2 separate regions of the Mus musculus genome follow, and region 1 is linked to region 2. Evidence: chromatin contacts called from public Hi-C data. All regions are on one chromosome and are shown on one strand. Each heading gives the region's core, a stretch centred on a gene start, on an enhancer-like site or on the middle of the called end of the contact. The rest is flanking DNA. Distances are from core to core; before and after follow the strand shown. Region 1 holds the start of Bsg (basigin). Region 2 holds the start of Gucd1 (guanylyl cyclase domain containing 1).

Region 1 (3,508 bases), core at 1,007-3,506, 4.2 Mb after region 2:
CTCGCTCCGATCTCAGCCCCGCTCCCTCAGGCCCAAAGACTGAGGTCCTGGCCAGCCTGGAATTCACTATATAAACTAGGCTGGCCTCCAACTCACAGGAGATCCACCTGCCTCTGCCTCTGAAATGTTAGGATTAAGGCTTTTAATTTCAGCAAAGGAGTCAGAGGCTAGCTGGGTCTACATAGTAAACTCCAAGCCAGCCAAGTCTACCCAGTGAGCACCTTTCTCAAACAAACAAAACGCAAAAATTGTGACAAAATGTCCACGCCACAAAATAAGCTTAAAACAACAACAGAGCCAGGCAGTGGTGTGTGTGGTGGCATATGCCTTTAATCCCAACACTTGGGAGGCAGAGGCAGGCAAATTTCTGAGTTCGAGGCCAGCCTGGTCTACAGAGTGAGTTCCAGGACAGCCAGGGGCTACGCAGAGAAACCCTGTCTCGAAAAACCAAAAAAAAAAAAAGGCAAAAAAATTTTTTTTAATTAATAAATAAATAAGATACGCTATGGAAGGGGAGATGGCTCGATTTTTAGGGTGCTTGCTGCATTTCCAGAGGACCACACTTCAGTTCTCAGTACCATATCAGGCCCATAATGCCAACTCCAGGGAAACAGGTGCCTGCCTGCTCTATCCTCTGTAGCACTTGCATTCATGTGGTACACACACACACAGCCATACTTACACATAAATAAATGAATAAATAAATAAGTAAATACTTAAAAACACAGAGACATACTTACACATAAATAAATAAATAAATACTTAAAAAAAAGTTATTCCAGGCAGGGTGGTGCACACCTTTAAACTCAGCACTTGAGAGGCAGAGGCAAGCAGATTTCTGAGTTGGAGGCCAGCCTGGTCTACAGAGTGAGTTCTAGGACAGCCAGGGCTACACAGAGAAACTCTGTCTGGAAAACACACACACACACACACACACACACACACACACACACACACTCACACACACACACACACACACAAATTATTTTATTTATGTGAGTACACTGTTGCTCTCTTCAGACACACCAGAACCTCATCTGTAATGGGCGTCAGATCCCATTACAGATGGCTGTGAGCCACCATGTGGTTGCTGGGAACTGAACTCAGGACCTCTGGAAGAGCAGTCGGTGCTCTTAGTCACTGAGTCATCTCTCTAGCACCCAAATAAATACTTTTTTTTTTTAAAGATTTATTTATTTATTATATGTAAGTACACTGTAGCTGTCTTCAGACACACCAGAAGAGGGCATCAGATCTCGTTACGGATGGTTGTGAGCCACCATGTGGTTGCTGGGATTTGAACTCCAGACCTTTGGAAGAGCAGTTGGGTGCTCTTACCCACTGAGCCATCTCACCAGCCCCTTTTTTTTTTTTTTTTTTTTTTTAATATTAAAGGCTTCACGAATTTTCGTGTCATCCTTGCGCAGGGGCCATGCTAATCTTCTCTGTATCGTTCCAATTTTAGTATATGTGCTGCCGAAGCGAGCACAAATAAATACATTTTTGAGATAGGACCTTACAACTTAGTCTAGAACTGGCTACGTAGCTAGAGCCCAAGCTGTCCTCAAAACTCAGATGCCTGCCTCGCCTCTGCCTCCCGATGTTGGGGTTAGAAGCCTGCGCCACAGTGCACGACCTTCAAATATAATTTGTTTTTGATTGGTTTGGTTTTATTCGGTTTTGGTTTTTTGATACAGGGTTTCTCTTGCAGCTCTGGCTGTCCTGGTGGTACACACTCTATAGATTAGGCTGTCCACCTGCTTTGTGTCTCCCGAGTGCTGGGATATAAAAGGCATGTGCCACCACCAACAGGCTGAAATGTAAGGGTTTTTTTGTTTTGGTTTGTTTGTTTGTTTGTTTGTTTGTTTGTTTGTTTGTTTTTGAAAAGGACAGCCGAGCATCGTGGGTCAGGCATTTACCCCAGCACTCCATCCAAAGGCAGAGGCAGGTGGATGTTTGAGTTCGAGGTCAGCTTGGTCTACAGAGTAAGTTTCAAGACAGCCAGGGCTACACAGAGAAACCCTGTCTCAAAAAGAGACAGAGGAGAGAGAGGGGGTAGAGAAGAGCGGGGATAGGGGAGAAAGGAGAGGGGAGGGGAAAGATTGGGGGTAAGGGAGGGGGGGAGAGAGGGAGAGCACGAGCGAGGCGAGAGCGCGCGCGCGCGAGCTCAAGGGCAGTCCAGGCTCCAGGCCCCACCCCCTCGAGGGTGTGGCCTGTGTGGTCACGTGCCAACGCTTCTCCACCCGCTCCGCTCCTGTAGCGCGAGCGGGAGCGGCGGACGCTGGGTACGTGCCTACTCCCTGTGTGCCTGGCGCCCCGCCCTGCGACGCCGCGTGCGTGCGTACGTGCGTGCCTGCGTGCGCGCGCCCCGCCCTTCTTATAGAGCCGCAGTGGGGCAGCTCCTGGACGAGGCGACATGGCGGCGGCGCTGCTGCTGGCGCTGGCCTTCACGCTCTTGAGCGGCCAAGGCGCCTGCGCGGCGGGTAAGAGCGGGGTGCTGGGACCGGGCTGGGGTCACGGACTTAAGGTGAGCCTCCGATTTCGGGGACTCGGTGGTTCCCTACTCGGGCTCGAGGCTTGGAGATTGTGGAGGAGTAACAGTGGCTGTGGGTGACCCTCGAGTTGAACCTAGCCTCGACTGGGCATCGAGGTGGAGGGGAGTGATCTTAGAGATGAGGCCCTGGAGAGACAAATCAAAGGTTAGGACTCTGGGGGAGACGTCCTAAGGTTGTGGGAACCGGAGGTGGAAGGAGCCGCCACCTTGTGGTGGTCCCCACCAGGACATGGGCTGGAAGGTAATTTGGATGGATTTGGATTACAGAAGTGAATGGGATGACCCCAGATTTTGGTCAGCTGGAGATGGAAGGAGCCGCTTCCCTAACTGTCCCAGCTCCCGGAATAGGGCTGGGACGTGACCCTGAAGGTTTGGGGATACAACAATGACTATAATTGGCTTAGGTTTTGGGGAGTTAGGGAAGGTGTGGGAAGAGGTGACCCTGACGCTGGAAGACAGTAAGGCTCTGGGGCAACATCTCCAACGTGAGTGAGGGCGTCCGTGGCCAGGGAGCTGTCTGGACCATCTTGGTGTCTCCACCTGCGTACCAGGGCTGGAACGGAACCCTAGTAATTTACCTCCTCCTGGTGTTGGGGCCTGGGAGAGTGAAGATAAAAGAAGTCAGCACGTTGAGGGTTCCACACCTGAGAGACAGGGCTGGAAAGTAACCATGGGCCAGAGGGACATCTGGCAGGACATCTGAGAGAGGTTTGTGGGACCTGGGGTGAGGGACAGCAGTGTTGCAGGTGGCTTCCTCCAGGATTGGAGAGATCTGGGGACTAAAGAAGCTGCCACCTTGGGGAGATCCCAAATTTGGAAGACCTGGGAGTCGAAGGAACTGCAGTCTTGGTGTCCCCACTCAGGGAACAGAGTGAGGGTCACAGTCCCTAATTTAGGAGGGCATGGAGTTAGAGAGGTCTGTTACTTTAGTGTTACCATCTGGGCAAGGGGAGG
Region 2 (3,157 bases), core at 648-3,147:
ATCTACTCAGGCTGATTGCTAGCCAGGTTTTGTTTTTATCTAACCTTTGGTCTGGAATGTTGCTTTCTCATCTCTAATATCCAAATCCTCTGTGTTCACTCGTGTTTCTGCCATGGGCATGTAGGGCCAGGGCTTCCTTAGCCTCCCCACTTACACTGCTGAAAAGGTTTTGGGTTGATTTTGGTTTTTGAAAGCTCTGTCTACCCTTTGAAATATCTGCTTGTCACTACAAGTGCCCATCAGTTCTAGGCCTCCAGATCACAACCCTCTGTTGGAGGCTGCCTCCTTACTCTGTGGCCTGAGCTCTGCTTCTAATTAGTTGAACTATGCCCTCTAAACTGTGGTATAGGACAGTTGCTCCTCAGGGTCCTAAGAGACTCCGGTGTCTCTCCTCTTTCACTGAACCTTAGAAGCCCTACATCCTGAGGCCTCACAAGGCAAACATCCCTGCTTAACTATCCTGATCTTGCTTAGCACAGGGAAGATGCTTTCTGGGGCGAGGTGATAAGGGTAGAAGCAGCCTTGGTGTTTGTCCTGATAACAGCTTTGGCATTCAGAGCCCAAAACTGCTTTGGATATTGATGCCTTAAGCCAAGACAGTCCTCTACCTGAAACCTAGGGTCTGCTTTGGAGAAAGCCCTGACCTAGCTTCAGCTGTCTGGTTGCCACAAGAGAAAGCAGACAGACAGCTCTTCCTGGTTCTTTAACCCTCTCAGCCTGTCTGCTCACCTCAAAAGGTACTGAAAGCAGCGGTCACCTACTTCACTGGGATTTATGAAGATTAATTCTATGCTATCTATAAACACCTTAACACTGCATCTACCTCTTAGTCACCCTACACAAGTGAGCCATTATCTGCTGAGGCTAAGATAGGGGCAATGATCTAGTCAAAGTTCACAGCGGTGGCTAACTGGAGAAGTAAATATGTAATCCCAGTACAGGTCCAAGCTCAGCTCCTCCAGGTTACAACCAGAAGGAACCACTCCCTGAACGTGATGCCAACTGACACTAAAGGGTTTGGGTCCCATAACCTTTGACCCCTCCCCTGAGATGGCACCTCAACTGTTTACAGTTTATTAATATCAACTCTTGTGTGTTAAGCTCCACCATAACTTCCCGCTGTCCCCACTTCGTGAGTAAGCAAAGGGGCTCGGGTTTCCTCAGGGCAGAGGGAACCAGTAAGCGAGTAACCAAAACAGTACCAAGACAAAAAGCGCTGAGAAAAAGATGTTCCCTTTGCTGGGTGCTCCCAGGCCATTCTTTTCCCCCTCTTTCCCGCCCCTTTGCTGAGAGCTCTCAAGCCATTCTTTCCCCCTCTTTCTCGGCCTCAGGCTTTCCACAGTTCCCCGGGGAATAGGATCACCCAACGTGCTTCAAGCAGGGCTATTCGATTCTGGACAAGGTTGTGCCTTTTTGCCCCTTGGACTTTTCCACTTGACGGCTCTCAGCACTCCCTGGGCTTCAAGCCCCAGGAGACTCAGGAACGACCCTAAGTGGAGGACAGGAGATGAGAAGGAATATCCACCTAGCTAGGACCCACTAGAAGCTCCAGGCTGGGCTGAGGCCGCAGACGACCCAAGGTCGCGCGCGGCCAGACCCTGCCCGGCTCTAGGGCGGAGTCCCCCTCCGTTCCCCCGGTTGAAGGCAAGGCCCTGAAGAGAGGCACTGACCGGGCTCGAGCGGCTGCCCCGCTGCCTCTGCCTCCGTCCTCATGACCCGGATGGCGCAGGGCGCCCATGGCCCCGGCCTGGAGCTGATTGCAGCGGCGACTTCTGCTGGGCAGCGAGCGCGGCCAGTGAGCGCAGAGTTCCTCCTCCTCCGCCTCCGCCGCCGCCGCCGCCACCGCGGTTCAGAGCCGGGTAGGCGGTGGCTAGGCCGCCTCAAGCCACGCCTAATCCCTTCCAGGTCTGGGCGCTGGAAACCCGCCCCTTCCATAAGCCACGCCTCTTCCCTTCCACCCCCACTTCTCCTTCCAGAACCCGCTACCCGTAGGTCCTTCCCTGAAACGCTCCGGGGGCCCCTCCCCCTCCCCGAGCCCCGCCCCTCCCCGAGCCCCGCCCCCAAAGCCCTTCCCCTAGCGACGTGGGCTCCCCACGCTCTCCCTCCGCTAGGTCTGTTCTTCTGCAGCCTCAGATGGAAGCTCTGGTTCTCCGCAGTGCCTTATCGAGACTCCAGGGAACACTTTCCCGACTCCTTTTAGGTCTTCTTACCCAGACAAGGAATAATGAGAGTTCCCAGGGCTCAGTGCGTCCCTTACCTGCCGGTGGCCGGATCCAAAGCTTAAATCTCTAGTCCAAGCCTCACTTCCTGTCTCCCCAGAGCACTGGGCTCAAGCCCAGATCCCGCCCAATCCGCCACTACAGTACTCAGGGTTACCATGTTCCCTTGTTGGGCTCCAGGATTGGTGTTTCCGGCGGTCCCCCGGGCCCTCTCCGGTGCCGGAACTATTGTGCTAGAGCCCTGGTTTCCCCAGCCGGCTAAGTGAGAGTGAAGGGCAAGTAGGCTTAAAGGAAAGGGAGGGGCCTGCGCAAGGCATTCTGGGAGCGCGTGGTATTCGTGAGAGTCGGGCCGGTCGTTCTCTCGCCTTCGCCTTCTAACGTTTGTGCCAGAACCGGAAAAAAAATAAAGCCTGCAGTTAATTGGTGAGGAGAGGCGGCTAACGGGAGAGAGGAGGCCAGGGCTTCCCCAGGGGGTTTAGGAGCTGGAAGGGCCGCTGCGGAGGAGCTCAGCGGGGCTTGCTTAGCGGAGGGCGGGAAGCCAGGGCCTATCCAAAGCTCATCTCCCGAACCCTTGAACAGTTATTAATTTACGCCTAGTCTGCACGTTCGGTGCCTTCTCAGGTCACCGATTTCCGAAGCTTACGGGCAGTCATTTCTTGCTAATTACCTCCTTTCCTTTTGGATCATCATTTACAACGTCCCTTTCATCCCTGCCTCCACTCCCATTCCTGCAGTGGCCCTCTTTTCCACGCTGCTGCAGAAGTTTAATCAAGTTGCCGTGCTATATGTTCGATCCACTTTGTAGATGCTACTCTTTTTTTTTTGAACCTTTGGCTATCATCCTGCAGTGTTTCCCTACCATTTTCAGCATGGAAACCCACACTCCTAAAGTTGAAAGCCGTGGTTCCTCACCGAGAGAGAGAGACTGTGTTTAGCAT

Evidence for each region. Hi-C and Micro-C count contacts between places; a contact is called where the count stands out from the background.
Region 1: a Hi-C map of B cells shows a contact between it and region 2, with 5 read pairs. The contact joins the promoter of Bsg here to the promoter of Gucd1 in region 2. A contact is called at or near these places in 1 of 39 promoter capture datasets (erythroid cells) and 1 of 484 Hi-C or Micro-C datasets (B cells).

Annotation. Positions count from the first base shown.
Region 1 is chr10:79,702,102-79,705,609 of GRCm38.p6, forward strand. Bsg (basigin) reads left to right here and starts at 2,257. Exons shown (of 8, transcript NM_009768.2): 1 at 2,257-2,483. The coding sequence starts at 2,417. It overlaps Gm25794 (a small nuclear RNA gene), which reads right to left and starts at 1,489; the gene lies at 1,383-1,489.
Region 2 is chr10:75,515,484-75,518,640 of GRCm38.p6, forward strand. It overlaps Gucd1 (guanylyl cyclase domain containing 1), which reads right to left and starts at 1,898. Exons shown (of 6, transcript NM_175133.2): 1 at 1,671-1,898. The coding sequence starts at 1,713. Snrpd3 (small nuclear ribonucleoprotein D3) reads left to right here and starts at 2,559. Exons shown (of 4, transcript NM_026095.4): 1 at 2,559-2,642.